Regions from separate parts of the Mus musculus genome. Here all the other regions are linked to region 1. The links are chromatin contacts, called in public HiChIP or PLAC-seq maps. All regions are on one chromosome and are shown on one strand. The core of a region is the stretch at or near the end of the contact, and the rest is flanking DNA. Distances in the headings are between cores, read along the strand shown. Region 1 overlaps Lncpint (long non-protein coding RNA, Trp53 induced transcript). Region 2 overlaps 2210408F21Rik (RIKEN cDNA 2210408F21 gene). Region 3 has its middle 13 kb from the start of Mir29b-1.

The links. HiChIP or PLAC-seq counts read pairs in DNA pulled down with a chosen protein or histone mark.
Region 2: an HNF4G HiChIP or PLAC-seq map of pancreatic cancer cells shows a contact between it and region 1. The contact joins two enhancer-like sites. A contact is called at or near these places in 1 of 15 datasets of contacts at CTCF or cohesin (CD8 T cells), 20 of 484 Hi-C or Micro-C datasets (CD4 T cells, the HL-1 cell line, the N1E-115 cell line and 11 more), 11 of 115 datasets of contacts at active chromatin or transcription factors (CD8 T cells, bone marrow-derived macrophages, cardiomyocytes and 6 more) and 1 of 9 other capture datasets (adipose tissue).
Region 3: an H3K27ac HiChIP or PLAC-seq map of heart atrium shows a contact between it and region 1, with 9 read pairs. The contact joins two enhancer-like sites. A contact is called at or near these places in 13 of 39 promoter capture datasets (3T3-L1-derived adipocytes, the C10 cell line, the HPC-7 cell line and 9 more), 3 of 15 datasets of contacts at CTCF or cohesin (CD8 T cells, embryonic stem cells and stem cell-derived epiblast-like cells), 48 of 484 Hi-C or Micro-C datasets (B cells, CD4 T cells, CD8 T cells and 23 more), 26 of 115 datasets of contacts at active chromatin or transcription factors (CD8 T cells, DN3 thymocytes, the HPC-7 cell line and 19 more) and 1 of 9 other capture datasets (adipose tissue).

Annotation. Positions count from the first base shown.
Region 1 is chr6:31,190,298-31,193,299 of GRCm38.p6, forward strand. The region is part of intron 1 of Lncpint (long non-protein coding RNA, Trp53 induced transcript); the gene reads right to left. Among named protein-coding and RNA genes, the nearest start is that of Lncpint, 27 kb to the right of the region's middle. Within about 2 kb of position 1,489, at least 71 of the 459 cell types and tissues checked have an H3K27ac peak or open chromatin away from gene starts, as enhancers often do. A contact at or near this core is called in CD8 T cells, Th1 cells, Th17 cells and 10 more, where this site is marked.
Region 2 is chr6:31,317,246-31,320,247 of GRCm38.p6, forward strand. The region is part of intron 2 of 2210408F21Rik (RIKEN cDNA 2210408F21 gene); the gene reads left to right. Among named protein-coding and RNA genes, the nearest start is that of Gm38782, 75 kb to the left of the region's middle. Within about 2 kb of position 1,461, at least 144 of the 459 cell types and tissues checked have an H3K27ac peak or open chromatin away from gene starts, as enhancers often do. A contact at or near this core is called in CD8 T cells, Th1 cells, adipose tissue and 5 more, where this site is marked.
Region 3 is chr6:31,074,280-31,077,281 of GRCm38.p6, forward strand. No RefSeq gene overlaps it. Among named protein-coding and RNA genes, the nearest start is that of Mir29b-1, 13 kb to the left of the region's middle. Within about 2 kb of position 1,567, at least 145 of the 459 cell types and tissues checked have an H3K27ac peak or open chromatin away from gene starts, as enhancers often do. A contact at or near this core is called in CD8 T cells, Th1 cells, Th17 cells and 8 more, where this site is marked.

The sequences.
Region 1 (3,002 bases), core at 239-2,738:
CTGAGCCATGTTCCTTACGTCACACTTGTGAAACAATCATGTGACTTTCATAAACAAACAAAAATGACTTTATGTGTATGTTCAAATCATCAAGTAAACAGACAAAAACCAACTCGGTGTGTGTGTGTATTGATGCACAGAAAACCTGGAGAGGAAAAAACTCCACTCCAATTGTTTTCTCTTTCCTCATTCTTTTTCCATTTCTAAGTATTTGTTTTAGATGTAGTCCCTTTAACTATATTTAGAAAATGAAGCATGATTAAAAGTGAACTTACTGATTTATCAGAAAGTAAAATGTGAGAGCTGGGCAGTGGTGGGAAGGTCTCTGAGTTCCAGAACAGCCAGGCTGTCTTGAAACAATTAGAAGAACAAGAACAGGAAAAAAAAAAAAAAAAAAAAAAAACCTAATTAAAAAAAACAAACAAACTGGGGGTAGTGGGTGGGGATGTGAACTACTGTGCAGAAATCTACCACTAGATGGCACTATATGGGGCAATTTTAGAAAATACTGCATTATGAGATTCAAACTGTCAAATGACAAAAACGGCTTTCAGGAGGCAGGATATGATCAAAACAGTCCTGTTTTGTTTTGTTTTGTTTTTAGCTATTGTGCCATTTCAAACGCAGGTAAGGCTACTGAGAGAAAGCAATAATCAAGTTAAATATTTGCTAACTACTTTGATATACCAACTACTTTTCTGATATTTTTAAAACGAAAATAATTCTATCTCTAGTTCCCAAAAGAACAATGAAGTACAGAAATGTATTTCACTGCACTGTGGGTGTGGGTGTGGGGGTGTGTGGGGGTGTGTTTGTGCTGCAATCCATCGGCTTGGTTAAAGGGAACTACATTTCCCAGAATCCCCTTCCACATATGACTCCAGGCCAAGGTCAGTTAAGTATGTTTAGCCACTGAGTCATTTCTACCACTTCTTTCTAACTTGTCAAATTATTATTTAGTAGTTTTACTCATAAACCAGGCAAAGGTGACAGTCAACCATCAACACGGCTCCTGAAGTGGACCAGGGGATACCAGACCTAGAGAGGTTCAACTAGCTGGATCAGCAGGTGTTTATTACAAGAATGGGTGAGTTGAGTTACTGTCACTTCTCGATCAGTCTAAATCACCCCTCTAACTTCAAAGAAAATGGAAAGGAAAACTACTTGTCTGTTTCTGTGACACACAAGGTCAAGTTCTTGTTCTGCCCCTATTTTAAAGGGTTGCTTCTGGCTGTGCCATCCAGTCTGGGTGACCATTCCACACAGAGACCTCAACCCTTATGTCTAACAATGAACTTCCAACTAAGTCACTCACTCTCCCTGGGCTCTGAGAACAGCACAAAAGCCCCAAATGTGAACAAAGGACTCGTGTGCACTGGAGTTGCTGAGCCCTTTACAGCCACTGTTTGCTTTAGGCCTCTACCACCTAGGACAAGGTACCGCTTCCTGTTGGCACACGCCGGATGCAGATCCTTTCAAGGTCTAGGGCAGCAGAGAACCTTTTTCGAAGTTAAACAATGGTGCGTGTCAGCGCCAGGATCTGAAGCTGAGCAGGGCTCTACTGCAGCAAACACCAGATGACAGAGCGTCTCCACCTGACCCACGCGCTCAGACTATGTGAGAGGAAAGCCTGGACCTGCTTTTCTTCCTCACAGGTGTGTCGTGCGCGGCCGTGAAAGCCAGAGATCAGCCTCTAGTGTCCTTCCTCGATTACCAACCACCGTGGTTTTGGGGGTTTGTTTGTTTTTAAAATAAAGTCTTTTATTGGTGTGGAGCTTAATAAGTAAGTAGGCTGGCCAGCCAGTGAAGCTCAAGGACCTACTAGTCTTTACCTCTCTACAGCTGGAACTCTAAGTGTGGAACACCACCACCACCACCACCACCACCACCACCTCCACCACCAACACCTCCTCCTCCTCCTCCAACTTGTTACATGGGGTCTGGGTATTGAGCTCAGATCCTTGTGTCTGCTCAGAAAGGGCTCTACTCGCTAAATTGCCAAACTCAGCAATCTGGGTCTCTCTGTATGCACTGCCCACAAGCAAATAATAAGGCCTTATATAAGCATCTAATGCCTGCGTTTAGCATGTGACTAAATATATTGATTTTGAACATTAGCTGACCTATGACCTCTCAGAAACTGTGCCTTGTCCAACTGAAACTACAAAGCAGCCTGGGTTTCATAAGACAATGCAGACGCTGAAGACAAAAGCCAGTGCTAAAGCAGTGTCTGAAATCCATGCACCACAGAGCTGTGGTAGCTGCAAGACCCCAGCTACCCTGCACGATACACACCTGATAACTCAACAACTGCAGATACTCCATTCTGCCTGTCACACTGCCCCCCCCCCCCCAATTCCCAGTGACTGTGTGAACTTCAGTTCTGGCCCTCCTGACCCACTGTGGTTAAGGGAACCAAACCAGCCATGTTGTGAGAGATGCCAACTAGTTTGTAACTTTATAGGCCGAAGGCTGTGTAAAATGCAGTACCTCCCTGCCAGCCCTCTTGGGAAGGTTTCACACTTGGGTTCTGTCACCCTATCTAAATTAAAGACACCGGAAATGACAGCTAGGAAGACATTTTCTGCTCTCTTGTCTGTTATTGAGAAACACCTACTGAGTGCTGCGCAGTAAGTAGTAGACTAAGGATCTGTTTGAATGCACCAAAAGACTCACTGCCGTGCATCCTGAACACAAGTCCTACCCGTCTGTATATGTTTAAGCACAGCAATCTCATAGTGCTCAATTAGGAAGACAGGCCTGCAACCTAAGGGACTCTTCAGAGCTCCTCTGGCCAGCAATCCCTGGGAGGAACTCCATCTTCATTAGACCAAGGCTGAGTGAGCCCTCCTCAAGTCTGGGGTAGAGAGAAATCCTTTTCCTGTTGGGCCCCAGGAAAAGAACTTGCTGGTTCAAAGCCTTCTGCCTGCGGCTGTTGGGCCCACCACCTAAGCACTCCATGTCCTTTCTGGAAGCCTCCCCTTGCCAGAGGATTCCTGGCC
Region 2 (3,002 bases), core at 211-2,710, 130 kb after region 1:
AGGAGAACTATCTCCCCTAGCTGCCAACCGCTGGGCAAATAAATGCACTTTGACCCAGGAAGGAAACAAGGGTCTTTATTAGGTCTTGAGGCCAGAGCCCTCATGAATGAGGTTAGTATCCTTACCCAAAAGGCCTCCGGAGTGGCTCCCACCCTACTCCACCCCCATACACACCCTGCCTCTCCTCTCACCAAATCAGAGCTCAGTAAGAACATGGCTACCTAGGAACCAGGGACCAACCCAAAGCACCTTGAGATGGGAATAGATGGACTGGTCTCCAGAATCAGGTGAACGGGGCCATTCTCAGCCTAGGCAAAAGGAAGATGGCAGGCTCAGGGCCATCGTGAATAGGCTTTTGGAATCCTGTCTCTAGCCTGCCTTGCTGCCTCCACCCCCAGTTTTCTCTGGGCCGCGTCTGAGGACCAGTAAGAGTAAAGTACCTCTTACTTTCAGATCTCTGTGGCTCTTCCTGGACCCCTGTCTCAAAATACTCCTCTCTTCCTCGGACTCAGTGCCAGACTGCTGGCATCCGACTTGTGTCCTGTGCAGGCTGCCATGTCTGGCTTTCCTGGGTTTATAATTGCCTCTGGTTAAAGTTTAAATAGATGGGTTTCAGCCCAAGAGAAGAATGTAAACAAGCCGTTTGTGCCGGGTCGGGCAGCTGACTCTCAGTGCTCGGGAGTTCTGCACTTGGGAAATTCACTTTGCTTTTCCCTAGCCCAGGGACTGAGCCTCTGCCACCACCACAAGGTTTTTCAGAGCCCTGAGTGCCTCTCCGAAGCCATTGAAGCCATCGAGGAGGCTTTTAGAGGACCCGCACTTTCCCTTTTAACTCAATTAAGCCATCAGGATCCTGTTCCCACTCCAGCGAGTGCGTCTGGTAGGAGGAGGTGAGAACAGGGTAGCAGTCTTCTCTGGGCTGACCGCCCAACAGGAAGGAGAGGAAGGGACTGTCATTTCCCAGCTGGAATTTTTTTTTTCCTCTGAGAGGAGGAGGGATTGAATTTGTTGCCCTAGGGTTTTTGTTTTGTTTTGTTTTGTTTTGTTTTTTGTTGTTGTTGTTTGTTTTTTGGTTTTTTGGTGAATGACCTCCAGTTAGGAGAATGGAGCCATTCCTGGCTGAGGAAGAGGGAAGGTGGTTGGACTTGGCTGTCTTTCCTCAGAAGTAAGCAGACTTATGTGTCTTTGTCAGGGTTTTGTCTGACTTCCTACATCTTTCTGTTTTGTGAGCTTTGTGTTCAGGAGTCAGGATGGATTCAGCAATACTTGGGGGGGGGGTGCTTTAATCAAGGATTTAATGGGATCCTTGACTTCTCTACTCAAAAGCCTCCCAGTAAGTCCCCATTTCTACTTCGGACGCTTCTGCGGAAGCTTCTGTGATCTGGCTCCGCCCCTCGCACCTCCCCCTTCACCTTCAACTCTCCCAGCCCTAAGCTGAACTCGGCTGAACTGGTTTGAACCCTTCCAACCCTGCAGTATAACACTCCCTTCTCTGCAGCGTCCCAGCACCTGGGCTTGCTCCCGACACAGCTCAGAGCTGCCTCCCCGTGTCCCCTGGGTTCCCTGCAAGCTAAGTGGACCCTTCCTCCGGTCCTCTTGAAGCCCTTTTCCCCAAACCCTGTTTCATGGTGTCCTTCAGCCAGCAAATATGTGTCGACTTCTCAACCTTGGTAAGTCGTCCTCTGAATGAAGGATCATTTCCCATCCCTCCCACACTGTCCAGTGTCAGATGTGACCCACAGTGTCCAAATAATATCCAATCTTTTAGGGGACTGGAGATCCAACTCAGGACCTTACACATGCTAAGTATCACACCACTGAGCTACACTCCTTGACCAACATTCAGTCTTTGTTTTCCAGTCCTGCTAAAAAGCTGTCTGTCTCTTAAAAGCTCTTGGAGTTGGGCTTTGGTGACACATGCTTGTAACAAACAAACAAAAAATCCAGACAAATAAGCAAACAGGAAATAGCTCTTGGGAGTATCAAACAGACAGGTTCAAATCTTAGTTCTGCGTCGTTTTGGAGCAGGACTCCTTCCTAATTCTGATTCTTGCAACCTCTACTTTCTCCATGTGGAAAAGGAAAGACAATAAAACCATTTATGGTATCCGTGCAAATTAAACTGGGATCTTTCCAGTAAAGAACTGAGCCCTTTACGCAGTGAGGAGCTGGCATCCCAGGCTTGAAGTCCTGTTGCCCCAGAGTCCACTGTAAAAGGCCGGTTACAGCTCTAATGTACTGCCAACAGGAAGGCCTGGCCAAAGTGAGCAGTCCCCCAGACCCGTGGGTTGGCAAACTCTGTAAGCAGTCTGCTAGCCTGGACATCTAGGTCTGTGTGGAGGGTGGTGGCCATCTGGTCCAGAATTATGCTATGAAGATAGTACATCTCCACAGCCATGGTGGCTTGTTACAAGAAGTAGGTGGACAAGGCTTGGAAGTAGGACATGAAAGACATCTCTATCTACCATGACAGGTTCACACACTCCAAGTTTTCAGGCTCTGGGACATGTGCTCACCTCCAGAAACCCTTCCCACAAATCCACCATGAGGACCAGGGTTTACCTTTGTAAAGAGAGTTAATGAGATTTTAATGTGATAAAAAGCAAGAAGAGGAGGAGGAGGACACCGTTCCCTCTCACCCTTACCTTCTCTTTATACTCAGAGAACTTAAATATTGAACATTATTCTCTGAGATGTGGATCTCACCCATCGATTTAAGGGCTATCAGATGCATTTCCATTTGCTGAGGCGACCTTCCTCTGTACAGCTACTGCTGCTTCTGACTGGATCTTGCAAGGTTTCAAGAGACTCCTCTTTTTATTTTTTATTATTTCTCTATCTATCTATTTGTTTGTTTGTTTGTCTGAGGCAGGGTCTCACCTGTGTAGCCTTGGCTGGCCTGAGCTTGATATTCAGTCCAGGTTGACTTTGAACTCATAGTGAACTCACAGCCTGCCTCTGTTTCCCCAGTGCTGGGGTCAAAGGTGTGTACCATCATGCCT
Region 3 (3,002 bases), core at 317-2,816, 120 kb before region 1:
TGTTCCTTAAACACTCCGCCAACCCATTCTGACATGTTGCCTGTTCTGGGCTCACAGCATCACCCATTGATGGTGTCAAATCAACTGATCTTCCCTGGATTTTTTTTTTCCTTTCATGTCCATAGTGTGTGCCAGACATTGTGTCAAGTGCTTGGGCTACAGAGAGAGGGCAGGGTCCCTCGTGGAGGCAGGTCACAGTTAGAGGGCAGCCCCAGAAAGGTGGCATGCTTAACGAGGAGAGTGAGGCTCAGAGGAAGTAGCTGGAGGCTTTACTGTGGCCTTGGGGCTGTTTATATAAAAATGTAAGGAACCGGTTCGACGAGGAAGGGAGATGGGTGGGAAGGGCGGACTAAAGTACACATGCCATCAGCTGCAGTCTATCCGAAGCTTGGAGTCCAAAATCTTTTTACGAAGGTTAAACCTTTACCAGGTGTGAAGTGCGACAGCTGTGTGAGGGGGACAGGCTGCAGGATGGGTCTGGAGTGAGGCCCTTTATAGGAGAAAGGCATCTTTTATAGGCACCTTCTATAGGTATTTTGTTTAACTGCCACCACATTCCCTTAGCCATCAATCATAAGCTGCCTTGTGACACTCTCTTCTTTGTTGTCACTCTCCCGAATGTCTCCCTACTGTGTGCCCCAAACTCTACTGATGGGTCCTGTGGTGGAGCCACATGAGGCCTTATCCTCAGAGCAGTTCAACTGAACCCGTCCAGAACCCCCAGCAAGTGCTTCTGCTGCAGAGCGAATCAAATGCGCGCACCACCACCCAGTTGCTACTAAGCCTTCAAGTCTGGGTAGAGACCACAGGTAGGTCTCAAGAGTCACTGAAGGGGTTTGAACAAGGAGAAGTTTCAAACAGAGGAGCCTTCCAGTAGTGGGGGGAAAATAGACACCTCCTGTGCAATGCTGTGGTGAAGAGGTTTGGGAGTGCAGCTCTTCAGATAGCTTCAGCAACCCACCCCCACTCCCAGCCAGTCTCTCAGCGCCATGAGCACCCCCTAAGTTTGCTTCAAAGGAGACCTCTTCCCTTTATGCCTCCCCATAGCCAGTGAGCAATGGTCAGATGCCAGGGCGATCCTATTACATAGGGGCCCAGAGACAAAAGGCAGTCTCTACTTTCAAGTTAGCTTGTGGAGAAGAAAAACATCTGATTATAATACAGTTGTTAAATCCTCTCAAGTTTCCCCCCTCCCTATTCTCCTTCCAGCCTTTTGGCTTTCTGTTTCTTTCTTTTTCTTCCAAAAAAGGAGCTGAGGCATGCTGAGGGAAGTGAGCCAGGCCTGCTGAGAGGGAAGCCGGGGCAAGGGGAGGTGGTACCTGAGATGACTTTCAGAGGTGTGGTCATCAGCCAGGTAGGTGGGAGGGAGAGCACTGTAGGGCAGAGGGGCCTGGCAGCTCTCCCGGGAGCTGGACGAGAGCCTGTAACCCTGGGAGCCAGGAAAGAGCCCATGTGCCTGGAGCAATGTAGGAGGGGGCATGGAAAGTGACTCCCAAGTCGAAGAGGCGAGAATGCTGATTATGTATATGACAAAGCAGAAATGCTAAGTATGTAGGCTGGACCGATGTGTGTAGAGTGAGTGTGTCAGAGGTCACTGCTAAAGCATCCCTTCACAGAGCACGAAGCGAGTTACACGTTGCTTCGTGCTGGCCACCAGGTGGCGGCCTCATACAGCCAATGCTGTGGAAAACCAGAGCCATCTAAACTGGAGGGAATGGTGCTCCCACCCACTAAAGGGCAGAACTCCATCAGCTCCAATGCCAGAGAGGATATACAAGCTCACTACACAAACACTTCTCTCCTACTGAAAACCCAGCAGAATCCCTGGGCAGTCAGTGGGTCTGGGGTGAGGAGTCTGAGCAGCAGCAGCAGCAACAGCAGGGCTAGGCCTGTAGGAAATCCCCCAAAGCAGGAAACAATAGAGGCTCACAGGGAGTTCCAATGAGAGGTCACCTCCAGGAGAGGCAAGCAGGTAGAGGCTGGGTCTGACTCCACCCCTTTTGGCTCAGGGCACAACATTCAGGTGGGTGAAGCCAACTTTTCAAGCCCACCTCTATTCCTCACCACCGTCGAGAGGCTGCCTCCTATGCAATAACTTGGACCCAGGGTGGCCCCTTCTCCCCCTCCCCCCCCCTGTGATGAAGGATGCCTTCCTTCTTCATGTAGAGGAGGAGGAGAAAAAGGAAGGACTTAATACCCTACCTGGGCTCCCCAGTCCCAGCACCCCCCCCCCCCCGCCTCCCCAGCATTGTCCTCTCATGGTCTGGATCTCTTAAGAGAACATTCTAGTTATTTTGGTATCTGTCACTTGGCAACGGTCTGGAGAGGGAGAGGACAGTAACTGAACTCCAGGCCTGGGACAGGCATCCGTGACTTAGCCTTTCTAGAAAGGCCAATCAGCATGCAGGCCTTTCACACACACAACCAGATCTATGTGCACCTTGGAGGGCTTCTAGCACGTCACAGAGGGGGAACAACCAAAAAGATCATGTGTGTGTGACTCGGATGTGCTCAGAGCTTAGTCTGGAGGCAGCGGGGCTGTGAATCCCACCTGTGGGGAGAGGTGGGCAGTCAGGAGAGAGGCAGGGCTTAGAGCTTCCTGGTCCTGTTCCAGCACCACTCTCTACAGTACCACAGGCCGGGGTCGCCAGAAGGCCGGCAGGGCCAACCACTCTGCAAATAAAAAAGGGTAGTAAAACCCTAGGGTGGGAATTTATGCTTTCTGGTTACTTGCAAGAACCCTCTCACCATCGCAAGTGACTCCAGAGACTGCCCACAGGTCCCAGGGAGAGCCCACATAAATCACCTAAGAGGTTGTACTTGTACTCGAATAAAGTTTTAATTAACGCTCCTTGTTGGTTCAATCAGTGCACCCAAAGTATTGAGCAGGCCCATCATTCCCATGTCAGGGCCTCACAGCAGACAAGAGGAATGAATGGGAAGGGACCAATGGAAACAGGAGTCCTCCAGCTCAGAGGGTTTGTGGGGTAAACCACAGCTCT